Linked DNA regions of Mus musculus: all the other regions are linked to region 2. The links are chromatin contacts, called in public Hi-C, HiChIP or PLAC-seq and promoter capture Hi-C maps. All regions are on one chromosome and are shown on one strand. Each heading gives the region's core, a stretch centred on a gene start, on an enhancer-like site or on the middle of the called end of the contact. The rest is flanking DNA. Distances are from core to core; before and after follow the strand shown. Region 1 overlaps Abcc5 (ATP-binding cassette, sub-family C (CFTR/MRP), member 5). Region 2 holds the start of 2510002D24Rik (RIKEN cDNA 2510002D24 gene). Region 3 holds the start of Sdf2l1 (stromal cell-derived factor 2-like 1). Region 4 holds the start of Ece2 (endothelin converting enzyme 2). Region 5 holds the start of Top3b (topoisomerase (DNA) III beta). Region 6 holds the start of Eif4g1 (eukaryotic translation initiation factor 4, gamma 1). Region 7 holds the start of Abcf3 (ATP-binding cassette, sub-family F (GCN20), member 3).

Region 1 (3,873 bases), core at 794-3,293, 1.6 Mb before region 2:
CAGTTGAATTGAGGCAGAGCTTGCCTTTCTGTAGAATTTTAACTCAGATATGTACATACATACACACACACATATATACATATATATGTATATAATTTAACAAGGAAAAAGTCCTTCTCTTAGGGAAGACCTTAGGAAAAGATAACATTTAGCTGGAGAACAGAGAATCAGCATTTGGAGAAAGGAGAGACCGTGGAGGTAGAAGGTATAAGTCCTGGACCTATACAGCTAGGTCCTTGGACTTACTGCATGTTTGAGCTAAGTGAGATAAAGCTGTCAGGTGCTTTGTAAAGCTTGACTTATGTGGTCACGTTGGTGATCAGGCTAAAGTTCGGGGTGACTTGTTTTTCATGAGCTTGTTGAATGGAGGACAAGAGGAAGAATGGAAAATAACCAGAAATCAGCTAGAGTTCATGCACCGTTGTGATTGCATTATTTTTTCTCGTTGGTGGAATTTTCCTTCAAGTTAGAATATTTTGCGTCTAGGAAAGTAAGGAATCAGCATTCTGAAAATCCAGGGATCTTTATTAAAGCTTAGATGGACTCTTGGCATTGGTTAGAGTTTTCATAGTTAGCTACTCAAGATATCTTGATGAGTTTGAGTTGTATTTTAGGGATTTAGGATGTAAATCTTATCTCTTCCAGAAATTATTCTAAGACCTTATTAGGAAAGGAATAGGAGCCTATTGCAGAAATGTGTGAAGCACATACGATTATATCAGAAACAGAAATCACCTCTCCCCACCTCTGCAATCATTTCCTGCAATACTTTGTATGACATTACACTTTTAGAGGATTTGACCCTGAAAGCTTTTACAGCTAAAAGGCATGTGATTTTGTTTTAGCTCTTATGTTCTCAGAGTGGAGAACAGTGCCCGGTGAGTCAGCCTGGTTTAGGGAGGAGGGCAGGACAGCAGCTAGTATTTCATATCTCTGCATAAGTGTTTCTGCAGCAACTCAGTGCATCTTCTGGATGCCTCTGCCCCCAGTCCCTTTCCCCCATGTAAGCATCTATCAGCTCTGTGAGGCCCTGGAGTTTCTTAGGCTTGGTGGTATGAAAAGGTAGCTGGCCTCCAGTCAGATGCCAGTCTCAGTGCTGGCCACAGCCCCAGGAGAGATGGCCGTCGTGCTGTTGCTGGTGAGAGCTGCTTGTGTCTACAGCAACAGCTCACTGATTCCCACCTGAAAAGAAAATTGTTAGATGGGGCTTGGGGTAGTTCTTTCTTTTTGTGTGTGTGACGGTCTCATTATGTAGCCCTAGGCGGTGTGGAACTTACTGTGTAGACCAGGCTAGCCTCAAACTCAGATGTGTCTGCTGCCTCTGCCTCTGATGTGCTGGGAACGAAAGGTGTGCGAGCCATGACACTAGCATAGCTTACTGTTTTTAAGGTAGTTCTAAGCACTAGTGTCTATTAAAGTAGTTGGGAGATGACAAATGGCCAGTGAAACTCTTAGTAAAGCTTGGCTCTGTGGCATAGTAAAGACCTGCTGTCCTTCATGCCTTGTGTCTGATCACAAATTAAAGGGCCAGTGCTAAGGAGAGACATCCTCTCTACAAGTCCTTGCAATGACTGAACCTGTGTGTTTCAAACACGGTGACGTGAGGTTCTTCTGGTACACTGAAGCCCGATAGTAGAGTTAAACTTGTCTAGTTCTTCCTTCCTTCCCTTTTAAAGGAAGGAGTTAGCTGTTTAGGTGTTATGTATGCTTTTCCTTATTCAAGACTCTTCTTCTGGCTGGGCCTGGGCCTCTCTAATTCTCATGCTTGGGTGTGGTTGAGGTGGAAGGATAATCCCAAATTTAAGGCCAGCCTGGGCTGTATAGTAAAAACATGTTTCCAAATAGCAGATTATTTTCTTCTGCATCTGTCGTTCAAAGAACTTGTGGAAAAACACGATTGACAAAGTCCATTCATGAACGCCTGAAGCAAGACTGGTTTACAAATGAGTGTCCCTCACAGGGAACCAAGTGTAGGCCAGGCTGTCCTGTGGCCTCACCTCCCCGTGGGTGTGGCACAGTAGAACTTATCAGCAGATCTGATAGGGTACTGTGATCTGCTGATTGTCCCAGTGTGGTATTTCTGGAGTGAGGTGACTCAGAGCAGAGCTATTGGGTTCTCTGAAACATTAATTTCCCCTGCCTATTGTTTTAGCCTAGTGTGTGGGGCCATCAGAAGAACAGTGGGACAGCCAGCCAAAATCAACAGGATTGACTATGCATGGCACCTATCTTTAAGATGCCTTTGTTTCTGGAGCAAACATTGTGAAAACGATTTATGTGCTATGCTGTGTCACAGAAATACTTACATTTGGTTTTGAGAGGTAGGTACACATTCTAAGTACCTATAAAAGCTGAAGTCATGTGACTTTGAAGAAGTCCCTGAAGCAGGGCCTGGGTGTGTGTGGGAAGCTCCATTGGTAAAGTGCTTGATTTGTAGGTGTGAGGTCCTGAGTGTGAGTCCTAGAACCCACGTAAAAGCAGGTACAGCAGCAGTGAGGGAGACAGGCGGGAGAATCCTTGGGGCTGATTGTATAGCCTGGTCCCAGTGAGAGACCCTAGCTCAAAAACGAAAATCGATGGGTCCCGAGAACTGACACCCGGGCTGACCTTGGCATGAGGAAAGTTCTATTTTTGTGTTTTTGTTTTCCAAAGCTAAAAACTGAAAATCTTAAAGGCATTTTCACCAACATTTACAAGTTTTAGTATCTAAATCAGTAATTTAAAAGTCAGACTGTGTATTAAAGTCATATGTAGAGTATTAAAAAGAAATAGGGCCCTATTCTAGATACAAAAGTCTCTGCAATGGAATCAAGTTATTGGTGGAGGTTTAGTTTCCTGGTGTGGCTACACTGGGCCTCCTGAGATCTCATGGAATAAAGGCAGGTCTTACTCCTTAAGCAGGGCTTCTCAACCTGTGGGTCACGAGCCCCTTGGGGGTCATATGAGTCCTTTTCAGTCCTTTTCCCTCACCCAATATCAGATCAGGCTCCCCCCCTCCCCTGCCTGTCCACTTTCTCTCTCATATCCCTCCCTCCCTCTCACTTGAGATAGCTTTCTTCTCTCTCGAAAGTGGGACTGAGGCATCCTCGCTTGGGCTTCAGCTTGTTGACCTGTATGAGTTCTGTGGTATTCTGTGCTATGTTTTTTTTGTTTGTTTTAATTTTATTTTTTGGCTGATATCTACTTATTAGTGAGTACATACTATGCATGTCCTTTTGGGTCTGAGTTACTTCACTCCGGATGATATTTTCTAGTTCCATCCATTTGCCTACAAAACTCAGCACGTCCTTGTTCTTAATAGCTGAGTAGTGCTCCACTGTGTAAATGAACCACATCCTCTGTATCCACTCTTCTGTCGTGGGACATCTGTTTTGTTTTGTTTTTCCAGCTTCTGGCTATCGCAAATAAGGCTGTTATGAACATAGTGGAACACGTGCCCCTGTGGCATGGTGGAGGAACTATATTAAAGGGTTGCAGCATTAGGAAGGCTGAGAACCACTGCCTCAAGCATTGAGCTCCAAGTATTTCCTCATCCCGTGATTCGTTTTCAGCTTAATCATTTGAAACTTAATCATGGTATTGACAAATTTAATCTCAGACCTCCCCCACCGATTGTAATACAAACTTTGAATTAATTGCTTCAGATCAAGCTTATGCAACAACTTAAGTTCTTCCTCATTGTAAGTAATACCAGATTACCGCTGGTAGAAAATACCTATGTTACCATGCTGACACCATATTGTGTTCTTTGGCTTTACGCATTTGCCCTGATTTATGGCTTGTACTAACAGGTGGCATGGGAATGTGAGTTGACATGGGTCGGTTTTCCCAGGGTGGCATGCTTGTCAGGAGGGCTTTGGATTGCTCCCGGGG
Region 2 (4,061 bases), core at 172-2,671:
CTCTCTACATGCAATGTGTGCACATATATACACACGCATGCCACGCACTCGCACACACAAAGACTTTTTAAAAAGGCTTGTAAGGACTAGAGAGATCCCTCAGCAGTTAGAGGCTGCTTTCCAGAGGACTGGGATTCGGTTCCCAGCACTCAAACATCAGCTTACAACCATCTGAAACTACAGTTCCAGAGGACCCTCAGGCAGTAGATTCACATGGTACAGATAAATATGCAGGAAAAACACACATAAAATAAGAATAAAAGTACTTTAAAAACTATATAGAAGCCTAGTGGTTGTGGCACACGCTTTTAATCCCAGAATTCAGGAGGCAGAGGCAGACGGAACTCTGAGTTCAAAACCAGCCTGGTCTACAGTGAGTTCCAGGACAGCCAGGGCTATACAGAAAAACCCTGTCTCAATCACAACAACAAAAAAAAATAAATAAAAAAAAATAAAAATAAAATAAAGAAATAATTGCTTCTGTGTTCTGAGTTTCCCGGTGAATTGCTTCTCCATGACCCTGGCCATTTCTCTATTCAGAAACATCTTTGTTTCTTACACTAATTTATGATAGCTGACATATAGTTACAGACAGTTAAGTTTCCAGTCTTTTGCTTTCCGCCATGTTTTTTACTTTCGCCATGTCTACATGGCTATCTAGAGTAAGTAGAGGTTTCTTCACATCTCCCTCGAAAAGGTCCAGCAACAGCCTCCATACTTGTCTCTGTCCTCTACAGTACCCTTCACACTCTCAGGTCCAGACTGACCTGCCAAAGATAACTCAATTCACAAGTACTGGAACATTTTTAGGTGCTCTTGGACTCATTCTTATGCCCTCTATAGCCCACCCTCGTGCTCCAGACACGTTGGCTTTTCTCTTCCTCCGTCCTATCCCCAAGGGCTGGGTGAAGGCAAGCTTGCTGTCAAGCTGATGACTCTAACGCTATAAGGTTACTCTCTCCAAGCCTCTCTATACTTCCCTTCCTTCTGCGCCCCCCTCCCCGCGCCGCCCCACCCCGTAACTGAGGCTGTCTAAAGTCTCGTTGATAACGCAGTTTGGTACTCAGGAGAGAAACACGAGAGAGTTGCCCCAAGGATCTGCGCATACATCCACACCCAGCCCGCACCTGGGCCTCGGCGCTGCGGCTCTCCTCCCACTCGCGGCAGTTAGTCAGGTCGCGGAGCCACTGCCTGCAATCCGGCCGCTTGCCGTGGACGTAGTAGTGGTGTAGGACGTGCCCGACGCTGCGGCAGAGCTCCCACTCGGCGCGGTAGACCTCGCACGGCCGGGGAGGCTGCGGGGAGAGACAGCGGAGAGCGCGGGCAGCCCCCAGGGCCTGATCCCACCCAGCCCAGGAGCCCAGGAGCCAAGCACACTCACCTGCCAGCTCCCTGCGACCGCCATGTCCAGGCCCCGTGTGACTGACAGGGACATGAACCAATGAGCTCCAAGCAAACGCGCACTAAACAGGACGTCTGCACTGAGTGGCTGATAGTCAGAGGCCACACTACCTGGTGTCTAGCCGATGGCTTGGCTTCAAAGTCACATAAGGTATTAATTAGCATTCGGAAAAAACAGGAGTTCTGGTCAGTTCTCCCAGTTTTTTATTTTTCAAATCCGTATGTGGTTCAGTTTTTGAAGTACAGACTCTTGAACTCTTGAGTAACCCACCTGGCGGACTGAAATTGCAGGTATGTAGCCTGAGCATACACAGAGTGTAGGTGAGCTTGATTTGGTGTATGGAGAGGAGGAAGGCAGTGCAGGATGACTAAGGGTGAAAGAAGTTCTCCTAGAAGTGACAGGCTCAGGGTTGCACACCTTTAATCCCAGCATTCAGGAAACAAGAGCAGGGACATCTCAGTGAGTCAGTTCTAGACCAGAAAGGAATATATATATATATATATATATATATATATATATATATTAGTGAGACCCTGTCTCAAAAAGGAAACAAACCCAACAACAAAAACAATTTAAAAAAAAAAAAAAAAACCTAACTGGAGATCATAAGGTGAGATGACTCAGCTGTAGAGAAACTTGTGAACAGAACCAAGGACCCGAGTTTGATCCCTCCTAGTTTGATCCTTCTAGGCGACAGAAGGGACTCCTGAGCACTGTACTCTTATCTACACATGCAGTCACATTTTTATTAGTGCACTTGTGTGTATAACTATGTATGTGCAACACATATACTTAGATCATCTGGAACTGGAGTTACAGTTATAATTACAGGCTATGAGCCACCATGTGAGTGCTGGGAAGCAAACCTGGATCCTCTGCACGAACAAGTGCTTAACTGAGCTCTTTCCAGCCTGACCAAGTTAGCTAACAGAATCCTACAAATGAAAGCTGTCTTACTGCTAGGGAAACTGAGACAGCCCCATAGGACAGGTCGGGCAGGTTACCACAGCATTTATGCCTTCCAGAGCCACATTTGGCCAGTAATGATGTATGTGCCAGAGTTAGGAGCCAATTAAGTTTATGGATATTTCTAAGAGCAAATGGACACACTCTGGAACTACAAACATAGAGGGAAAGTGCACCCTCCATGAGGACCTTGCTAGGCCTGACCAGCTCCACTCCAAGCATCAGGGAGTGACATCCATCCCTACAGCCTCCACAAGTCTCGGAAATAGTCTCTAACGACAGGATGAAGTAGGGTGCTGCTGCAAGGGGGCCTTCCTATGACTTCTGGCTAGTGGCCCATACCACCAATCTACAACATACCATATCAAACTAGAGGCGAGTTTTAATCAGTTTATTTAATTCTTCAATAAGAATTATTCTCAGGGAACAAATTTTAAATAGCTGGATCAGCATGTCAAAAGACCTTACATCATACAAAGTGCAGATCTGAAGACAATAAAACAGTAAGAAAATGGGGTATGGGGGAGCCTCAGTGGCAGAGTGTGTGGCATGCTTAATATTCACGAGGTTCTGGTTCAATCCTAGCACTTGAAAAACAGACAAACCATCAGAACCTTGGGTAATAAATGTAGCGGAGGGCGGGCAGTGGTGGCGCACACCTTTAATCCCAGCACTTGGGAGGCAGAGGCAGGTGGATTTTTGAGTTCAAGGCCAGCCTAGTCTACAAAGTGAGTTCCAGGACAGCCAGGGAACTCTGTCTTGAAAAGCCACAAAAATAAATAAAAATAATAATAAAAAATAAATGTAACGGGGGCACGTTACTCAAGCATGTATTCATTCTGCCTTTCATATCTGGCTTCATCATGGAATTCACTGAGAGCGAGCAGATTAAAATGAGAGCGCTTTCATCTGGATGAGATCCCTTCTGAGTCACTGTAAATAAAAACAGAGGCCATCTTTGTCTGGTACTCAAGTGCTGGCCTGAGTAGCCATGATGGGCTAAAGACACTGCACCATGAACAGACATGGGGAAGAAGAGTGAGTCAGGAATCGGGAGCTGCTCTGCTGAGGCTGTGAGGGCCCTGAAGCTGGAGTTAGGGAGTGGAGGAGGCCACCACCTAGAGGACCCCAGCGCTCTCTCCCCCAGATCAAGCACACAACCTCCAAGTTCTGCTGCTTTGTATCCAGGACAAGCTTGATAGTTCTCAGGTAACTTTAAACAAACCATAAATAACAGAGTATCTCTGAACTTGTCAGAGCCAGTAACTGTAAGCCAGGTGCAATCGGATCTTTTATTTTCCAGTCAGCCAACAGTTTTAGACTTAGGGCTTTCTTCCCTTCTTACGCAGTGACTGTCCTTCTCCAGAGAAAGCAATGAATCTGCCTCCAGCTTCATCCTAGGTATGAAAATAGGATATTATTTTCAGAAACTCCTCAAAGTTTACAATAACCACTTTATTCCATGGACTTGTGTGCCATCCATCTACTTTCCCCACTTCATTAATCATAATAAGAAGTGCCCTGGGGGGGGCTGAAGAGATGCCTCAGGGGTTAAAAGTGTGTGCTGCTCTTTCAGAGGACCCAGTTCAGTCTCCAGCACCCATGCTGGGCAGCTCACAATTGCCTCCAACTCCAAGGGATCTGACTCCCTCTTCGGGGCTGCCAGGGCACCTGCACACACAGGGCAAACACA
Region 3 (4,003 bases), core at 1,008-3,507, 1.7 Mb after region 2:
ACCACCCACCAGAACTGGAAAAGAAAGGATATAGGGAAAGTGAACCTGTTTAGAAATTGTTCTTTGGAGCAAATCTCATGTGTGTTGCCAAGAAATCAGCAGTTTAGTTCACAGGTCAATAGTGGAAGCTGGATCCAATCACAAATGGCTACAAATATACCAGCACTCCAGTTCGGTAGTGTGCAGTGACACAACCTAGCAGGGACAGCAAGACCTCAGCCCAATTCAAATGAATCAGCAGAAGGGACCAGGACCAATAGGAGTGCCAGGAAAAACTCTTGGCTGTGCTTCTTTCAGGGAGGGAAGATCAGCTAAGAGGCAAGACCAACAAGCATTTAGCTACCTACGTTAGCAAGCCAAGTCTATCACTGTCCATCGAGTCCTTTTTATTCTCTCTGTAAACATTATGTGTCCTCCATGGGTCTTGCCTCAGCACATGAGTCTGTCTTAGCAAAACTCCATGTGAGTCTGTCTCAGCTGACATCACTCTGTCAATTGGCAGAGTCTGTAGAAGTGGCAAGAAGCGAGACATACCACCACCAGAAGTTTTTTGGTGCACTTTTCTCTATGGAGTCCTGACAAATGGAGCTCAACTACGAAATGTAAGATGGACCAATATATGTGTGTCATTAGCAGAGAATCCATTATCATATGTCCTTTCATGTGTTTGTTTAAGCAAAACATCCTTTTATCTGAATGTTCCTTCATGAGTCTGTCTTAGCTTTTCATCTATGTCCACTTCAGCAAAACGTTCCTTCACATGTTTGCTCCAACAAAACATCAACCCAATGCAACTGACACATAGAGTCCTTAAGTCTCCACTTCAAGGGCTGGAGAGATGGCTCACTGGTTAAGAGCACTGTCTTCCAGAGTTCCTGAGTTCAGTTCCCAGCAACTACATGGTGGCTCACAACCATCTGTAATGGGATCCAATGCCCTCTTCTAGTGTGTCTGAAGACAGCTACAACTCATATACATAAAAAAAAAAAAACTGTTTTAAAAAGTTTCTGTGAGAGAGAGAGAGAGAGAGAGAGAGAGAGACGGAAACAAATATAAAATGTCATGAGGTGAGGCCCCATAAAAGTTAAAAGAATTTTTGGTTCCCCCATTTTGGCTCTGGAGTGTAAGCAGAGATATTTTGTGTGAGGCTGTGGTCCTTTGTGAAAGGCAGTTCTGGCTGAGCCTTTTGTAAATTATTCTTGTTAGACATTCATGCACGAGATCCCCTCCTTCTCAGCCTCATATTCATGTGTGTGTTAGGGTTAAAGGCCTGACAAATGACTCTATTTTGATTCTAACTATTCTGACACAGCTTACTTAGAAACATGTTGTCTGCCTGTCATCCTCTCTAGGCGGATGACCTCAGACTTATTCTTGAACTTCCTGCCTCCACTACTTGAGGGTTGATTTGCTAAGGATCAAATCCAGGGTTTTGCGCTTGCTGGACTCACTCAACTGAGCTACATCTGCAGACGGAAACATAAACTTTAATGCAAACATAAACTTTACTGCGTATCTAGCTAGTGCCCTAAGTACATGCTTCATCAGCTTCTTAGTAATGTAGCCTGGAGGGGCAGTTCCTTTGTGAATACTCAACAGATGGATGGATGGATAGAGTGAATGTGTGTACGTGAGCGCGCGCGCCAGCACTGTGTGAGTGTGTGTGTGTGTGTGTGTGTGAGAGAGAGAGAGAGAGAGGGCTCACAGCTTTGTCATCCAGCAACCTTAGGATTCTGCCACCAAATGACTCAAGTAGCTGCATGACTAAGAGAATTAAAAAACCATGGGGTCCAGAAACTGATGTGATTCAGTTTGATTAACTCCTGGGGCCAGGAGATTTCAATAACTTTGTTATCTGCCCACTTTGAGACCACAAAATCTCGTAATTAACATAAGAACCTGTAGCTTTATCCCGGGGTCTGAGTGGAGGGACACGAGACTAAAGTTTAGGGGGTCCAGGGTCAAAGGGGTTCCTATACCTACTACACCCGAGGATCTCTAACCGGGAGCCAAGTGACTAGAAGCAACCAACCCGGGTGTGCGGCTTTCCGTGGCCTCTCCGGGGACGCTCGCCGCAGCCACTGCTTTATTGGCGGGTCCTCGGAAGCGTGGACCAGTTAAAATCCTCCTGGTGTCTCCAACCCCTTTCCAGCTACCTCCTTGGAAGCTGGGGGTGGGGCCGCTGCACACGGTCCAATAGCAGTGCAGGAGGAACGCGCGCGCGCAGACGATTGGCTGCCGTGGGAGGGCGCTGTCAGAGCTGGATTGGCCGCTGTTGAGGACGGAAGCGCAGAGGTCTAGAGCAGCTGGAACCTGGCCGGCTGGCGGGATGTGGGGCGCGAGCCGGGGCAGGGTAGCGGGGCCAACGCTGCTGGGGCTGCTGCTGGCGCTCTCAGTGCGGAGTGGGGGCGCGTCCAAGGCCAGCGCCGGGCTAGTGACCTGCGGGTCAGTGCTGAAGCTGCTCAACACCCACCACAAAGTGCGGCTGCACTCACACGACATCAAATACGGATCTGGTGCGCAGGGGTGGTGACTGGGACCGCCAGGGGGCGGAGGGCTTAGAGACTAGGTGGTCCTAGCGGGGTCTGTGGGTTGTCAGGGAGCTGGGTGGTTGCGAGTCTAGACTCGCTTGTGGGTCGTGACTGACAAGCCTGAGGGATCGAGGATGCGCGGGAAGGGGGAGGGCGATGTCCACCGGTACTTAGGGTCTGGCCTGGGCTGGGGTGAGCTCTTTGGATCCTAGAGTGGTAGGGGCTGTGAGGGAAACTTTTTAGTGTTCAAGACGAGGGTCCGGAGGTCTGTGATTAACAAGAATCCACGGGGTGGGGTGGGCTGTTACTCTTCAGGCAGCGGCCAACAGTCGGTAACCGGCGTGGAGGAGTCCGACGATGCCAATAGTTACTGGCGGATTCGCGGCGGCTCCGAGGGTGGGTGCCCGCGCGGACTCCCAGTGCGCTGTGGGCAAGCAGTGCGGCTCACGCACGTGCTCACCGGCAAGAACCTGCACACGCACCACTTCCCGTCGCCGCTATCCAACAACCAGGCAAGCCCCGTTCCGAAACCCACAGAGGCTGCGTGGGGCAGGGACCCAAAGACAGAGGGAGGGATGTAGGGGAGGGGCCCAAGAGGGGACTCAGTGTCAGCTACTGTGAATTGGGAGTTTCTATTCAGAAGTTTATGGAGCTCCTGCTCTGGGTCCTGTCCCCAGTAACTTTCTCCACCGAGTTAGAAGTGAGAGATTAGTTCGTATTTGGACACAGAGGTGGACCCACAGCGCAGATAATAGGAAACTGCAGGAAGGAGAAACTCAGGGCTGGGTCTTAAAGAGAAGTGGGAGCTTCTTCCTACTCCTTCCCCTCTGCGAAAGAGTTCCTACTAAAGTACAGTGTTCATTGCAGCTGGTCTGGGAGGGACGCAGGGAGAATCTGACAGTGCTTTGGAGAGTTTCAGGGGGAAAATGTTGGAGGGGAATTTGGGGGTAAGGCCAGTTGGCACTACACAGTCTGATACAAGAGGCTCTATGCACCTGAAGAATGGGGTGAGAGTCTATTTTGAGACCAGATTTCTCTATGTAGCCCTGGCTGTCCTAGAACACACTATGTAGACCAGGCTGGCCTTAAACCCCCCAGAGATCTGCCTGCCTATACCTTCTGAGTGCTACGCTTAAAGGCGTGTGCCGCTGAGCCTAGCTAGGGCAGGACTCTTGGCTTCCATTTTCATAGCTGTGAATGCTGAAGGTCAGGAAAAGGAGCAGAGGCCCCAGGATACTAGGTGCAAATATGACGGCCAGACATGCAGCTCAGGGGAGCTTGTGCCCTCTGTGTGACTGTTCCTATACCTTATACTCTCAGGAGGTGAGTGCTTTTGGGGAAGACGGTGAGGGTGATGACCTGGACCTGTGGACAGTCCGATGTTCTGGGCAACACTGGGAGCGAGAGGCCAGTGTCCGCTTCCAGCACGTGGGCACCTCTGTGTTCCTGTCGGTCACTGGTGAACAGTATGG
Region 4 (3,574 bases), core at 483-2,982, 1.8 Mb before region 2:
TGGGGTTAAAGGTGCACACCACTCAGGGAGACGGAAAGAGCAAATTGTGGCTTTCCCTCCTGTCTGTGGATACCCTCAAAGGAGCCCCTGTTATTCTGCCCCATCTAGCCCACCTCCAGTTACTAAGCTTTCCTGCTCTCTGCATACCCTCCCTCAAGAGCTTCACAGAATGACCCACCTAATTCTGAACTTGTGAATATTTATTGAGTACCTACTAAGTGCTGGACCATGTGTCAGACAGGAAGCTTTCGATTGACAGTCTTCACTCACCAAGTAGGTGCTTCAGTATGGCCTGGTTCTGGTCCCAGAGGCTGTTGAAGGTGTTCCAGCGAGAACGTCCATTGGGTAGAGGGTTTCTTCGAATCCAGCCTCCACAGGAGAACTGGTAAAAGTCCTGACAGGGGCTCACCCCACGGTCTAGAGACTCCAGGATTTTTCCAGCTACTCGAATGCAGGCTTCTGTGACGCAGGTGCTATGGGCTGGGTCTGTGGCAAGAGACATGGCAGAAGGCAGGAGACTATCAATCGGGGTGGAAGAAGCAAAACCTTTTGAGAAGCCGATGACAGCAGGAAGTTGGAAAGGCTAGCCCCAAAAAGAAAAATATTGAGAGGACTTTCAGGTTTTGGCCCCCCTTAGCTGTGAGGGCTGCCAACAGGTGTGAACCCACCTACCTCTGTGGACCCACAGAGCCACGAGGCAGCCCAAAAGAAGGGCAGCCAACACTAGAATGAGGCCTGCCAAGACCAGCTCCAACTGTGTGTGTGAACCAAACAGTTGTCTTGTCCTCTTCTGGAATCCCACCTGGGGAACACAGGACAGGCGCAATTGAGTTGCATCGCAAGGACCCAATATCGCAGAAGTCCTCCCAGAAAATAAAGATATGAAGAAGGTACAGCCAGTTTCCAGAGTGATGGAGCAAATAGCGAGTGGGGGTTAACTTCGGGCCCAAAAGCAAAGAGGCAGGTGGAGCCTGTTTTGTGCAACGTCATGGCTTTGAAATGCCTCACTACAGTCCTGGCGCAGAGGCCAGAGATGGAGTGGAAACCAGGACAAGCGACCCACTAGAACAGCCACATGGTTACTGCAGGCAGGCATCATGCCAAAGGTGAGGCCTGATGAGAAAAGGGGAACCCCTTTGCCCACCTCCAGTGAGTCCCGGGTGGCCCTGCCTTCAACTGTAATCTCTGGTGATTCTTCATCCCGAAGCTTAGCACGTTTGTACTCCACCATCTGCAAACAGTTCGGAGCACCAACTGAGGTTGGGCAGCTAGGCCTTCTGCCCAAGGCCCTGCTCGGGTGTCCCTCGCTGGACCGGCTTCCTCCTTTCATGCACAGAGGGACCTTCCCCGGGTGTCAGACTCTCAGACTAGGGTCCCCTCTGACACCATCCCTCTCCAACCCGCAGAAGAAGCGCCATCACCGAGGCAAGCCGGGGTCCCAGCCAGACGCTGCCAGTTCACTCACACCCGCCCCTCCACACTTTGTGCCCTCTCCACCCGGGTCCTCTCCCCTGGAGTCCAGGGCCATCACTCACACTGCCTCCGCCACCCAACTCGTGCAGCGCGACGTTCATGGTGGAGTGGAGCAAGGCCGGGCCGCGCCTTAGGGCTGGGCGAGGTTGACCCGCCCAGGAACTACGGCCCAGGCCACCCGCTGAACCCCGCCGCTGCCCTCCATCACAGTCACTGCTGCAGCCCCTGGCTTGGCCGCGGCGGCCCGGCTTTCTCAGGTCTCCCCGACCCAGCGGCGCGCCCGGGGGTGGGAGCGAGGGGGAGGGGCGGAGCGCGCGCGGCTCCCCGCCAGCATCCGCGCCCAGACCACGTTCCGCGCAACCGCTGCTCTCCATCAAGCCTGAGAGCCCCTCAGGCAAGCCACCCATAATTTGCTTCCATTTGGTTGAGGCCCAATCATTGCTAATTTTTTTTTTTAACCCGGACTTTCCAAATTTCAGGCCTTCAATACTTTTAAACACCATAGAGGAGTTATGTCCCAGAGAGGAACCCCTTTACCTAGCAGAATGTCTGCAGGGTCTTTTTTTTTTTTTTTTTTTTTTACAGCAGGAAACCACAGGCAGTTCACCTCTATACAGGTGTCCATAGGATATCTACAACAGCACAAGGCTCCAAGCACAAAGAAACTCTAAAGCAACTATTCTGAATTTTCACAATGTATATACAGAAAAGCCCACTGTCATTGGGGATACACACAAGCACATACCAAGTGTTACGGCAGCATGCACTATACACACAGCTCACACTAATGCCGCTCTTACACATTGCTTCAAGATGGCACTTTCACTCTCCAAGATAATTGCCGTCATCGGATCATCTCATAAAGGGAGGGTTACAGATGGTGACAAATTGGCAGGGAAAAAAACAGCCATGCACAGATATTTAAAGAAAAGACATGCTAACACTTCCAACTCAGGAAGGCAAGCGATTTTATTTGGGAGGTTTACAAGAGGGAAAAAAAAAATCACCAAGCAATATTTAACTGAAACGCAACAGTGTGGTATCCATGCATCACCATCTGCCTTCCATATTGTCATTCCTTAAACAGGCAGGCGAGTGTTACAGTCTGTTGCGCCAAGGAGTGCCTCATGTTTTTTACAGTGCTGCGGAGGGAACGGGGACACCAAAGCATTGCCTCCTCTTCCTCTCCCTAACCAGGAGAATACCAAACCGTGATCTGAGGCAGCCTTAAGTAGTGAGTGGCAATGGATACTCATTTATTGATTCACACCTAAGTTCTCAGACATCTTATTGCAAGTGGTGCTAGCGTGGGCTATTCTTGAGACTGAGAAACGATGCAAGATGAATGGATTTGGCTGAGAAGTGCTAGACTGCTTTCTTAGGAACTGTTCCATCCCCAAATTGCATGTTCTCAAACAAGACAGAGCACAGTGTCACTGTTAGGATGAACAATTCTGGGTTTAGACTCAGTTTCCCCATCTGTAAAATGGAAATAAGAGTAGTATTTAGGCAGTGGTGGCACACTCCTTTAATTCTAGCACTGGGGAGGCAGAGGCAGTTGGATCTCTGAGTTCAAGGCCAGCCTGGCCTACAAAGTGAGTTTCAGAGGACCCAAGGGTACACAGAGAAACCCTGTCTCAAAACAAACAACAGCAAAAAAAAAAAAAAAAGGTATCTAGCTCAACTTGTGTTTCCGTAATTAAAAAGAACAGTAACTGCACATAAAGAGTGTATTGTGAGTCAATCTGGTTTTCTCCAGATACTGGGTATTAAACCAAGGGCCGTGCACCCGCTAATAGGTATTCTACCTCCAGATTATTTGGGACCTTAAAAAACTCATTTTGGAGGGGAACGCCAGGGCCAAAAAGGGGGAGTGGGTGGGTAGGGGAGTGGGGGTGGGTGGGTATGGGGGACTTTTGGTATAGCATTGGAAATGTAAATGAGCTAAATACCTAATAAAAAATGGAAAAAAAAAAACTTATTTTGGGCCTGCATCGATGGCTCAATGGTTAAGAACACTGGCCGCTATTCCAGAGGACCTAAGTTCAATTCCCAGCAGCCACGTAAAGGCTCACAACCTTCAGTAATCCAAATTCTAGGG
Region 5 (3,924 bases), core at 1,095-3,594, 2.0 Mb after region 2:
TTGAAGGCAGCCTGGTCTATACAGTGAGTTCCAGGACAGTCAGGGCTACACAGTGAGACCTCATCACATTAAAAACAGCAGCAGCAGTAGCAACAGCAGCAACACCTAACGTTACTGCCAGCAAACACTTCTATTTCTAGGCATTCTTTCTCTCTGGTTTCCAAGTTTTGGGAATTTTGTATCTCTTCTTCTCTTCTACAACCTAAGATCCAAATTATTGACTAGACTGACAAGTCCCTTCAGACACAGACACGCTGCCTTAGCCGGACTCTGTCACATATCCAGGTAAAGGTCAGTAATAGAAAGGCACAACTCGCTCTCAGCTGCCGTCCACTTGCCAGGCTATGCAGCTGCCGTCCACTTTGAATATACATTTATCTTCAGCTTTGACTCAAAACAAGTAAGTAGTTTTAGCACTTCAGCACAAGGGGACTTTGTAATGCTCTATCACTATTTCAAAGGAAGAAAAAAGATTTCTAATGCCAAGTATGCTGGCATACACCTGTAACTGCATCTTTCACGAGGCTGGATGCGGCAGGGGAAGCTTGAGTTTTAGGCTATACTCAGTTACATAGCAATAAGCTGTTTAAAACATTTTTTTTTTCTTCTTTTAAGGTACAGAACTAGACAATCCAGGGCCTTGACAGGAACATTTCCCTTTACCTAGACCAGATTCTACTCTAGAGAGCTTTTGTAACTGTGATTAATGTCAAGACTTCCCTAATTAAGGCTCATCTTCCATTTCAAAGTGAAAACCAATGAGAAAACCTGGACTTGATGGCTTATAAGCATCACCTACACACCACACTCACACTTTGTGACTCTGAAACAACACTATTCACTTAAGCTTTTGCTGTGTGTGTGTGTGTGTGTATGTGTGTGTATTGGGCAAAGACAGCGTCTTGTGTGGCCAAGGCTGGCCTCTTAACTATATAGCCACTACGGCCTTGATCTTCCTATCTTCAACTCCTGAGTGCTGGGAATTCAGGAGTACACCAAAATGTCTAGCCAAAATTTTTATATATGATCACTTAAATAAGACTCCTTAACATAAACCTACATGATATACCAAGTCTTTTCTGCCAAGGCTCTGACACTATAGTTTGTCCTATTCTGGAGTTAGGTAAGCAAAGGGCTATTTAGGTGTGGATTGCAAAGAGAGAATAGCAAGACAACCTGCCCATTCTTTGCCACACCTCACTAATCAGTGTCCCTTGGAAAGCACTGTAAATATGGAGGTTTCTTTTTGTATTATGTAGTAGTGGATTTAACTTGAGGAGCCCCAAAAGGGGTCAGCAAAGCATGGGAAATCTAAGAATTTAACACTTCAGTGACTTTTAATCACCTACAGATCCAGGAAAATAAGCCTGTCTCTTAACTCCTTCTTTGTATCTAGTATGCTGCAGCTCTGTCTACCAACATTGCTATAAAATAGGAGTTAAAGTTAAACAAACAAATAAACAGTTATTTTGTGTGTGGATATGTATGGGCACGCACATGCTGCCGGTCACAGGTCAGAAGACAAATTGTGGGATTCAGCTCTCTCTTTTTACAACGTGAGTTCCCGGGGTCGGAACCTTGGTTGTAAGAGCGCTGAGCCATCTCATCATCCTAGTTTAAAAAGCCAGAATAAATCGCAGTGCATAACAATTCAGACTAGCGACAAGGGACCTTGGCGAACGGTGAAAATTCCCCCCTTTCTCTGGCTATCAAATCCAAGTCGTCCTGGCTTTTCACAGTCCTGTTCCCAAAGGCCGGGTTCCAAATAGGTTAAGAGAGGTCATCCGTTCTTCCCTATGCATAACTAGCTGGCCCTCGACTCTAGCTCATTGGTTTACCCAAGTTTTCTCCTAATCTGCAGAGATCAAGTCCGAGAACAGCCTGGGTCTCCAGACAGAGCAGGCTCCGGGAGGCAGCGAGTGGAACCTTCGGATAAGAACGCAAACCGCAGGCCTGAGCCTCTGTGGGCAGCACAACTTCCCTGAGCCGGTTTCCCTACCCTCAACTAGGGGGAAACGTCTCACCTCGGGGCCGCGGGGAGCTCGTTGGAAAAGCGACCACTGCCCACTAAACGCGGCTCCACCGCCGCCCAGAGGCCCCACGGCGAGGGCTGGATGGCGAAAAAGCCGCGCCAGGGCAGGACCCTCCCCCACGCCCCCGCCCGGGTCGGAGCGCTGCTACCATTCCGGAAATGCCTGGGGAAAGCCAGCGTCTTCCGCTTCCTCGAGCAGCCAGCATCCCACTGCTCACCCGCCGTGCCGCTGCGCCTCTCGCTCCGGCTGTGCTTTCCCCGGTGGCCACTCACGAACTCACTTCCGGCTCTGTCCGTCTGTGGCGTCCCCTCATCTGCCCTCCGATGTCGACACTAAGGTGTCTGCAAGTTCCGAGGCTGGTGAGTTCCGGGTGCCTTGCTGTCTGCTTCCTGTTGGGAGCAGCAGGGGCTCCCCAAGTCTCCATTGTGTCTCCAAAAAATCATCCGGAGAAGACATTAATGACGATTGTCAGTATGATTACGAGAACTGATGAAAATATGCAATTAATGATTAAAATAAAAATGTAAAGTTTATTTTTATTTGATATGCATTGGTGTTTTGCTTGCATATGCACATCCGTGCGGGGGTGTCAAATTCCCTGGAACTGGGGATAGTTGTGAGCTGCCATATGGGTACTGGGAATTGAACCCAGGTCCTTAACCACTTAACCAGCCCAATAATTAAAATAATTTAAACATTTCAGATAGCAGGCTTTTTCAGTGTTAGCAACATCTGTGAGCGGGATGGTGGCTCTTACCAGGAATCAAGCAATCAGAAGGTTGAGACAGCGAGTTAGAGGTCATTCAGGGCTACATAGTGAATTTCATTCCAGCTTGGGACTATAGGCTATACAAGACAAAACAAAACAAAGCACCTTTTAAAATTTTGAAGACCACACTACTTGTGTTAATGTATCTGGAAGATAATATGTAATTTTTTTAGAGTATTAGAATTATGGAAGTTTTAAAATAGTTTTGATGACTTTATTAGCATACCGTTTTTTAATAGCCTGGTATGGTGGCTCACAACTTTGATCTCGGCACTTGGGAGGCAGAGAAAGGCAGATTTCAGTGAGTTCGAGGCCAGCCTCATCTGCACATTGAGTTCCAGAATAGCCAGCCAGAGCAAAATAGTGGGATCCTGTCTTAAAAAAAAAAAAAAATATATATATATATATATGTATGTATATATTCAGATTGTCTCATTATGTAGCCAAGGCCATCCTGGAACTCACTGGAACTCACTGTGGACCCAGGCTGGCCTCAAACTTATGTTTTTAAGCCATCCTTTTGTTACCAAGACTGGCTATGACAGCCCCAACTTGTCAACGAGACAAGTAAGAAACCTATAAGATGGCTCAGCAGGCAGACAGTGGCTGCCAAGCTGGCCATGTGAACACAAAAGAAATGAAAATAAAAATGTAATTAAAAGAGATAATACTAAAAAGCAGAGGAAGGAGATTTATTTAGTGTGCTCACATATGGTAGAGGAACATCTAAAGAGGCCCAGTGACTGCTCCCACACATATTTGGGGTCTGATATGAGGCTTAGGTTTAAGGAGAAAACTCTTGTCCCCTTTACCAGGCATTTAAAGTGAACTACAGATCTGCTTATTTGGGGCTCAGCCTCTCAAGGGGAGTTGAGGTCACTCTCCCTCAGGGAGACAAGCCCGCAGTCCTGGGTTCTGGCCCATGACGTTCCAGCAGGTGCTTCCTCCCAGAATGCTTCCCTGGGTCAAACCCAGAGCCACAAAGGCTTCCATTAGACCATTCTGGTAAGTGACAGAGTCACAGAGCCCAGAAAGCCTGGGAGGGTGGTGAGCAGGAACCAGGGGTGCAGTGACCCTCTCCCCAAAGCAGGGAGGAGAGTGCTTCCCAGCTGGTCAGGGCCC
Region 6 (3,685 bases), core at 339-2,838, 1.8 Mb before region 2:
CTGGCGGGGCTGAGAAGGCGTGTTCATTTGTGTCGCTTGAGGCGTGCTAAACACCACCGGTGCAGTCTGCCCCGGGGGAAACGCTGGCTGAAGGGGAGAGACCAGAGTTCAGCAAGAGGGGAAGCCTGGGTGGGGCTTAAACCCAAGCTGGTGAAGTATGGGGAGCAGACCTGTAGTAACAGCCTCAGCAGTCCACATGTTCCCTCCCTGTGACAGCCCCAGGGACAGCCAGGGGCCCTATCTCAATTTGGCAGCAGGCAGCTGCACTTTGCCCTGACACAGATGGGGGTGGGAAAACTGGGAGCTGCGTGACCTCCACCCCGCCGGAGTCCTGATCATTTAGCCTTGATTACCTGTGGGAGTCCAGGGGACCTGGCGGGTGGGGGGCCTGTGGGCTGGGGAGCTTTGTTCATTTCATTTGGTGCCACATTAGGGTCCCCCCAGCACCTGTTGGAAAGAGCAGAGCTCGGAACGAGGAAAGGACCCAAGCTTATGGCAAACGGGCTGGGGGAAAGGTTGTATCAAGAGCTAGGGCCAACACGGATTAAGGGAGGTGCCAAGTGAATGCAGAAACAGAAAACATACAGCCTGAGGACCCCACCAGCACACTGCAACACCCTGACCCCACCCTTGCCTGCTCAAACAGCCCCCTCACTCACCCCCTCGGTTAAGAATAAGTCCACAGTGCGGCCTACAGGTTCTGGGCATCCGAAGGCCTGGGGTTGGGAGGTGAGGGGTATCAACCTGGCTCCACGGGGCCCAAGACCAACCAGACCGGAAATTCCAGGTCTTGCTGGCACCAGGCTCCCGGATCACAAATGAAGCCGGCTGCTCCGGCCGTGATATCCCCACCCCCCACCCGGGGACACCGGGTTCGAAGCCTGCCGCGGGGCACTCGCGCGGGGCCGGAGAGGCCTGAGGCCGCCCGGGAACACAAGCCAGGAAGGGCGCGAGTCCGGCCGCACCAGCAGGGCGGGCGGCGACCGCCGCGAAAGCCGGCTCGGGGCAGGCGAGGGTCGGCCGCCGGGCGGGGCTGGGGGCTCCTCCCTGCCCGCCGCCGCCGCCTCCCAGCTCTGCGCAACGCGGCCAGTGCCAAAGAACAACGTGTCACTTCCCGGCGGCCGCCCGGGCCCCGCAGGGGGAGGGGGTGGCGGGTTTGCGCCGCACAGCCTGCGCCGGGCCGCGGCCCAGGCCGGGCGGAGGTGACTGTCTCGCCGCCACCCCAGCGCCCTCCCCGCCCGGGCCCTGCTCCCCACCCCCACCCGGGCCCGGCCCGGCACACGTGGGCCGGGGATCGGCCTGGCGAGTAGGGCCTGGGCGCAGGCTCGGAGCCGGGGCGCCGGGGCGTCGGCGCAGGGTGGCGGGCCCCGGCCCGGATGGCGGCGGATGCGGGGGGAGGGGTGGGGGGCCGGGTCGGGCCCGGACATGGCGGCTTTACCTTCAGTCTCCTTCAGTCCGCGCGGCCGAGCCCCACGCAGCCGCACAGACGTAGTCCACAACCATTTCCGGCTCCCCGCACAGATCCCGCTCGGCGGCCACCGCTTCTCCGCAGGCGCAGCCAGCGCCCCACGTGACCGGCGCAGAGGGCGGAGCTGCGCTGGCGCCGGGGAAGCACATGGGATTTGCTCCGCCCCATCACGTGACACCCACTGCCCGCCCCCGTGTCCCCTCCCGAACTTTGGAACTCCCAGGCCGACCCCCTCTGAGGCTCTGGCGGTTCTTTAGTTCATTCATACTTTGCGCAAGCATTTATTGAGCGCGTGAGTGCTAAGTGAAGTGCCGGCCTGGAGCTCAGAGTGCGGAATCTAAAAAGCAGTCCTGCCCTAGTAAGTGTAGTGTGCAAATTATGCAGCCTCTGAAAATGCTATAGATTTGATCTTTGATAGACCTATTAACAAAGGAAATTCAATATTGCACCAAAGAAACTGCCGCAATCTAAAGAAGCAATTTTACTTTTGTTTTTTTAAAAAAATCAGTTGCTCCTAGGGAAACGCAAAAGTCAACATGAAAACTTTGGAATAATGGAAAAAGGAATCCCAAAGCTGTACGTGTGCTGACTGGCTAAGGCAGGGAATCAGTTACCATAAGCTTTAAAGTAGGGAAATGTCACCAGGCAGTGGCGAGCCACGCCTTTAATCTCAGCATTCCAGAAAGATAGGCAGGTAGATCTCTGAGTTCAAGGCCAGCCTGATCTACAAAGCAAGCTCCAGGACGGCCAGAGTTACAGAGAGACCACATCTTGAAGATTTCTGAGATGGTTCAATGGTTGGCGCACTGGTTGCTCTTTATTGCCTGCTCTTCAAGAGGATCTGGGTTTACTTCCCATAACCCATAAGGCAGTTCATGTCTGTGTGTAACTCTGATTCGTTAGAATTCTGCCCTCTTTTGCCCTCTAAAGGCACCACATATGCATGTAGTGCACAGACATATGAAAACAAAACATTCATACACGTAAATATTTAAATTTTAAAAATAGGAAAATTTGAACTGGGTGGTGGTAGTCCACACCTTTAATCCTAGTACTCCAGGGGCATAGGCAGGAGAATCTCTGTGAATTAAGGGCTAGACTAGTGTAGAGAGCTAATTCAGGACAGCTAGGGTTACACAGAGAAACCCTGTCTCGAAAAACAAAAAAAATAGCCAGGCTGTGGTGGTGCACGCCTTTAATCCCATCACTTGGGAGGTAGAGGCAGGTGGATTTCTGAGTTTGAGGCTAGCCTGGTCTACAGAGTGAGTTCCAGGAGAGCCAGGGCTACAGAAAAACCCTGTCTGGAAAAACCAAAAAAAAAAAAAAAGAGTTGTACTCTATTGAACTGAGCATTTGAGCATTTAGTTAGGTAGCAGAGCCTTTCCCACTGGCCTTTCTCCCTCTCACATGCTACCTCCTAGCATGCATTATATCACAGAATTGGTGACCTAAGTGAGGGGGGCAATAATGTAAACTTCATCACTGTGCTACCAAGAAAGCAAGGCTACAGGGTGGGCAAATGCGGGCACAAGGATCCTCTAGATGGCCTGAGTCCTCAGTGGTCATGTGCTTTCCCAGCATTTGGGAGACCTTGGGTTCAATATGCAGTAACAGAAAACAACCAGTCCAAAAAAAAAAAAAAAATCACCATAATCAGTAGCTGGAGAGACAGCTCAGGTAAAAATTGAGCATGTGCCAGGTAGTGGTGGCACATGCCTTTAATCCCAGCACTTGGGAGACAGAGGCAGGCGGATTTCTGAGTTCTGCAGAGTGAGTTCCAGGACAGCCAGGGCTACACAGAGAAACCCTGTCTCGAAAAACCAAAAAAAAAAAAAAAAAAAAAAAAAAATTCAAGCATGTGATGGTACACATCTTTAGTTCCAGCACTTGGGAAGCAGAGGCAGACTCTTAAGAGTTCAAAGAAAGCCTGGTCTACAAACACAAATTGAGAGTTCCAGGACAGCCAGGGTTATACAGAGAAACCCTGTCTCGAAAAACCAAAAAAAAAAAAAAACCACTAAATCTGAATCTGCTCCCCAAGACCCACATTAAAAGCTGGCCAGGGGGGCTGGAGAGATGGCTCAGGGGTTAAGAGCACTGACTGCTCTTCCAGAGGTCCTGAGTTCAATTCCCAGCAACCACATGGTGCTTATAACCATCCGTAATGTGATCTGATGCCCTCTTCTGGTGTGTCTATCAACAACTACAGTACACTTA
Region 7 (3,945 bases), core at 958-3,457, 1.7 Mb before region 2:
TCTATGGAGGCACTGTCTCAATTAAAGTTTCTCTTCTCAAATAACTCTAGCTTGTGTCAAGTTCACACAAGCCAGCCAGGACAGAGAGCTGCTGCTTATACCCTCAAGCCTAAAGCCTTCACCTGCCAGCGGCAATCCTGAGGCTGAGCTCCCGTTCCTGCCGTAGCAGGTCCTCTCGTACGGTGTCACTTTCCAGCACACTCTGCAAGGCAGGAGTGTCATCTCCAGCAACTTCCTGCTCTACATGCAGTAGGGAAATATGGGCTGGGACACGCAAGCTCCGGGTAGCCAGCATCTTTAGCAATGTCGTCTTCCCCAGACCATTGCGTCCCACCAGGCCGTAGCGTCGGCCCCATGCCAAGTTTACATCTGCTCCAGCCAGCAGTACCCTGAAGGGGTGGTAAGAAAGAGAGATGAAGAATCATCTAGAAACACAGCTCCTTCTCCTTTAATTAGAAAGATCCTGCCACTGGCCATTCCCTCACCTGTCACCAAAAGAGACATCAAAGTTCTCAATTCGCACATCATAGGACTTGTTCTTGCCAGATGATTCCAATCGACTCTCTTTTCTGCTGCCTGCCTGGCTAGCTGACGCCTCCTCCAAGACTCTTTTTAAAAGAGAAACAGACAGCTTTTAGGGCTCCCGAAAGTCCTTCAATACCAGAATCTGCCCTGCTTCCTGCTTAGAGCCCTTCTTCCCAAACTCACAGAGGGTTGCTGGTCTTCAGTGTTTCCTTCTCTGAACGCTTCTCCTGCTTTGCCTTCAGTCGAGCTTCAGCCTTCTCTAGTTTCTTCGCATTTACTGTCTGAGTGAATTCCAAACACAACCAGTTCATACTAGGGTACAGGTTCAAAAAGGAACTCCAGAGATTACTGCAAACAAACCCTTAAACTTACCCATGACGCTACATAAGCAAACACGCAGGGAAAGACACACCAGAAATCTCGCCCAAAGATACACCCACTATTCAGTAGACGGTCAACTCTCACACCCACCACAGCCCCTTCCCACTTCTCACCGAGGACTGTTCCCTCTTTAGCAGTCCTGGAAGTTTGGTGTCACAGTCTGTAAGTGATAAGAAAAGCAGTCACCTTCTCCATGAGAGAAGGGAAATGAAGACTTTGAATGACTAACAAGAACCAAGGATAGTTTTAAAGATAGCATTATAACACTGAAATGGACAGTTATTAGCCTTGAAGTAAAGGGCAAAACGATCTCACACTTAAGAAGAGCCCAATGTACTCTTTTAAGACCACGCTGTTGGTTAAGGTACGAAACTGGCAAAACCAGCTTCAAGGTCTGTATGCCTCCTACTACAGACAATAGCTTGGAGAGCCCTCCAGGCCCCGTTCTCCATCACAAGCTTTTATGGTCACAAAAATACCGCTAGCTCCTACAAGCCTTGTTGTTGAGATGGAGAGACCTGAGCTGCAGCGAGGTGGTGGCTGGGGGTGGAGGCAGAAGGCAGCTAGTTCAATCTCCCCTCACTCTCACCATAGTTTTCCATTATCTTCGACAACTGGATGGGGGCGTCCAGTAGCACCTGGCTGTTTCCCTGGTTCTGCGGTTCAGCCCTATGTAGGTAGAGAGAAAGCACTCACTTGGGAGAAAAGATTTACAGCCTTCAGACCTTCCCCCTCGTTTGTTCTCCATTCTCCTCTCTTTGCCCATCAACTTCATTCCCTTGGCACCTACAGGCGTAGAGTGTTGTACATGCGCTGACAGACAGCCCTAATGCCAGCGTCATCCTTGCTGTCCCCGGACACTTCTTGCAATAGTTCCCCGACAGCTTCCACCAGGTCATCCACAGACTCGAAATCCGCGCTGCCACTGTGCAAGACACCTGAGCCGGGTACCGCAGAACAAGACAGACAACGGGTAGGGCGGATATAGGAGCAGTTTCAGTGTCTGTACAGCTCACTCGGGGCACCAGACCCCACTGGCCCTCAAGATAAGAGGTCACGCAGAGAGACCAGATAGCGGTCTGCTGCACTGTCCGCCCTCAGTCTTTCCCCACAACCTCCACTTCGGCCTCCCCAGGCAGTTAATTCAGTTTCGCTCACCGGTCACGTAGTCGAAGACCTGCCCGTCAATTTCAGGGAACTCGCTTCGCAGGATATCAGCGCAAGTCGCCATGTTCACTCGGGATCCAATCTGCGCAGTCGTGGTGAGACTTGGGCCTAGGACCGCCTCCCTGCCCTTCCTCCCCACCCCGAAATCGCACCCCTCATCCCAAGGAGCATGCGCAGGGTTGACGTAAGAAAGCAGAGTCTGCGTGAGTCCAGGGGGCGGGTCTAGTAGAACGGGACGCAAGCGCCGCGGAGTCCAGCAGGCGTGGCAGCTTCCGCGCCTGCGCGGTTCCAGTTTCCCGTCTACGTCTACCACCTGTGCGGGTTTTCGCTGCCTTCTGGAAAGTGGAGGTTGTATCGAGGGGCGTGGCAGGATCGCCCGAGGCTTATCGTAGTGGGGAGCACGGGAGGTGTTGCGAGGGGAGAAATGCCTAGACACGGGCTAACGTGGGAGGGGGTCGCTTTACAGCTTGGATACCTTCCCCGCAGGCGCATGCTGCTGCTCGCCCACCTTTGGCGTTTTGCTGACTCACGCCAACTCTCGGTCCAGAGTGGATCAGTTTCAATTAGTCCTGCTAGTTGAATCAGCTGGGTGAGGAGCACACTTCTGCTTGCCTCTTTGCTCTGTCCTCAGTTCCTTCACACTTCATAGGTGTTCAACTGGGTCATTGAGAATGAAGTTCTGCCACCCCAAGGCACATCACCCACTGCCAGAAAACCTGAACAAGCCCTTTTATAAGTTCATTGTTTATCCTGGGTCTACAGACAAAGCAGATCTCAAGTGTCTGTAAAAGATACACCTCACACACACACTCAATTTGCAAAATTAGACAACTTTATTCCAATGCGCTCAAATTACACCCGTTTATATTTCCGAGACAATCTCTCTAGAGAGCCTAAGCTAACTTAAGAACTGAACCTCCTGCCTGTCGCCAAAGTGCTGGAATTAAAGGCATGTGACAACACTCGACTGCCCATTCATCCAGCTTAAGCATTATTGCAATGGGGAGCTGCCAGTCTTGGTGTTAAAGTTTAAAAAAGCTATCAGCATGCCTGAGGTTATAGATTAGTTGGTAAAATGCTTGTCTACCCTGAGGCTTTGTGTTTGATCCCCGGTACCTCATAAAACTGGGTGCGGTGCATGCCAATAACTCCAACATTCAGGAGGCAGGGATAGAATGATCAAGAATTCAAGGTTGCTGGACTTAGATGGAACCAGCCTTTAATCCCGGCACTCAGGAGGCAGAAAAAGGCAGATCTCTGAGTTCAAGGCCACCCTGATCTACAGAATTCCAGGACAACTAGGGTTAAAGAGAAAAACCTAAGGAGAAAAAAAAAAAAAAATCAAGGTCACCCCACTGCTACAAAATGAGTTCCAGGCCATTCTGGGGCCATTTGAAACCTTGTTTCAATTCTCTGGTCTCAGTAAGCTACTGAGTACTCAATTCTCTGGTCTCAGTAAGCTACTGAGTACACCCATATGTGTATAATACATTTAGGAGACTAGGGCAGGCAATTTGGGAGTTCGAGGCCATTCTGGACTGTACTAACTTCCGCATAAACAAAACAGCAATTGAACCTCTAGATCTAATAACCAGTTTACAGTAAATTCAGGCCAGGGGCTGGAGAAAGGACTCTGAGAAGTGCTTGTTCTGTTCTCAGCATTAAGACCTGAGTTTGATCCCTTGTACCCAAGTAAAGTCAGATGTATCTGTAAGTCACTGTGGTCTATTTTCTGTATAAAATGTACTTAGGCGCTTCCAGTTTACTTTAGAGTTGAGACATTAGTAGCTATGCAACTGAGCCAATGTATCAGGAAATCAGAGAGGGTTCTCCAGCCCCAGGAGGATACAGGGTTTGGGGTGGAGACAATGG

What was found. Promoter capture Hi-C pulls out the DNA fragments that hold promoters and counts their contacts. A called contact is a pair of places that touch in the nucleus more often than the background predicts. HiChIP or PLAC-seq counts read pairs in DNA pulled down with a chosen protein or histone mark.
Region 1: a contact with region 2 is called in a promoter capture Hi-C map of the C10 cell line, with 5 times the contacts expected there. The contact joins the enhancer-like site here to the promoter of 2510002D24Rik in region 2. A contact is called at or near these places in 5 of 39 promoter capture datasets (the C10 cell line, cranial neural crest, embryonic stem cells and 2 more) and 1 of 115 datasets of contacts at active chromatin or transcription factors (embryonic stem cells).
Region 3: a Hi-C map of B cells shows a contact between it and region 2, with 5 read pairs. The contact joins the promoter of Sdf2l1 here to the promoter of 2510002D24Rik in region 2. A contact is called at or near these places in 2 of 39 promoter capture datasets (hippocampal neurons and liver) and 1 of 484 Hi-C or Micro-C datasets (B cells).
Region 4: a promoter capture Hi-C map of hippocampal neurons shows a contact between it and region 2, with 6 times the contacts expected there. The contact joins the promoter of Ece2 here to the promoter of 2510002D24Rik in region 2.
Region 5: a promoter capture Hi-C map of hippocampal neurons shows a contact between it and region 2, with 4 times the contacts expected there. The contact joins the promoter of Top3b here to the promoter of 2510002D24Rik in region 2.
Region 6: a contact with region 2 is called in an H3K27ac HiChIP or PLAC-seq map of extraembryonic endoderm stem cells, with 8 times the contacts expected there. The contact joins the promoter of Eif4g1 here to the promoter of 2510002D24Rik in region 2. A contact is called at or near these places in 6 of 39 promoter capture datasets (the C10 cell line, cranial neural crest, hippocampal neurons and 2 more) and 1 of 115 datasets of contacts at active chromatin or transcription factors (extraembryonic endoderm stem cells).
Region 7: a Hi-C map of B cells shows a contact between it and region 2, with 9 read pairs. The contact joins the promoter of Abcf3 here to the promoter of 2510002D24Rik in region 2. A contact is called at or near these places in 3 of 39 promoter capture datasets (the C10 cell line, cranial neural crest and hippocampal neurons), 1 of 484 Hi-C or Micro-C datasets (B cells) and 2 of 9 other capture datasets (adipose tissue and liver).

The regions. Positions count from the first base shown.
Region 1 is chr16:20,412,416-20,416,288 of GRCm38.p6, reverse strand. All of the region lies in intron 2 of Abcc5 (ATP-binding cassette, sub-family C (CFTR/MRP), member 5), which reads left to right. Among named protein-coding and RNA genes, the nearest start is that of Abcc5, 12 kb to the left of the region's middle. Within about 2 kb of position 2,043, at least 70 of the 459 cell types and tissues checked have an H3K27ac peak or open chromatin away from gene starts, as enhancers often do.
Region 2 is chr16:18,833,940-18,838,000 of GRCm38.p6, reverse strand. It overlaps 2510002D24Rik (RIKEN cDNA 2510002D24 gene), which reads right to left and starts at 1,421. Exons shown (of 3, transcript NM_001033164.2): 1 at 1,382-1,421; 2 at 1,128-1,295. The coding sequence starts at 1,405. It overlaps Ufd1 (ubiquitin recognition factor in ER-associated degradation 1), which reads right to left. Exons shown (of 12, transcript NM_011672.4): 12 at 2,740-3,765. The coding sequence ends at 3,691.
Region 3 is chr16:17,130,637-17,134,639 of GRCm38.p6, reverse strand. Sdf2l1 (stromal cell-derived factor 2-like 1) reads left to right here and starts at 2,257. Exons shown (of 3, transcript NM_022324.3): 1 at 2,257-2,516; 2 at 2,847-3,043; 3 at 3,852-4,003. The coding sequence starts at 2,330.
Region 4 is chr16:20,628,009-20,631,582 of GRCm38.p6, reverse strand. Ece2 (endothelin converting enzyme 2) reads right to left here and starts at 1,732. Exons shown (of 19, transcript NM_139293.2): 1 at 1,536-1,732; 2 at 1,145-1,231; 3 at 673-802; 4 at 271-486. The coding sequence starts at 1,574. Eef1akmt4-ece2 (Eef1akmt4-Ece2 readthrough) reads right to left here. Exons shown (of 20, transcript NM_177941.1): 3 at 1,145-1,231; 4 at 673-802; 5 at 271-486.
Region 5 is chr16:16,869,156-16,873,079 of GRCm38.p6, reverse strand. It overlaps Top3b (topoisomerase (DNA) III beta), which reads right to left and starts at 2,344. Exons shown (of 18, transcript NM_011624.3): 1 at 2,025-2,344. Vpreb1 (pre-B lymphocyte gene 1) reads left to right here and starts at 3,825. Exons shown (of 2, transcript NM_016982.2): 1 at 3,825-3,924.
Region 6 is chr16:20,670,630-20,674,314 of GRCm38.p6, reverse strand. Eif4g1 (eukaryotic translation initiation factor 4, gamma 1) reads right to left here and starts at 1,588. Exons shown (of 33, transcript NM_145941.3): 1 at 1,439-1,588; 2 at 354-447; 3 at 1-87. The coding sequence starts at 413.
Region 7 is chr16:20,546,865-20,550,809 of GRCm38.p6, reverse strand. It overlaps Abcf3 (ATP-binding cassette, sub-family F (GCN20), member 3), which reads right to left and starts at 2,207. Exons shown (of 21, transcript NM_013852.2): 1 at 2,065-2,207; 2 at 1,697-1,844; 3 at 1,496-1,575; 4 at 1,020-1,066; 5 at 709-806; 6 at 486-608; 7 at 123-389. The coding sequence starts at 2,137. It also overlaps the pseudogene Gm15760.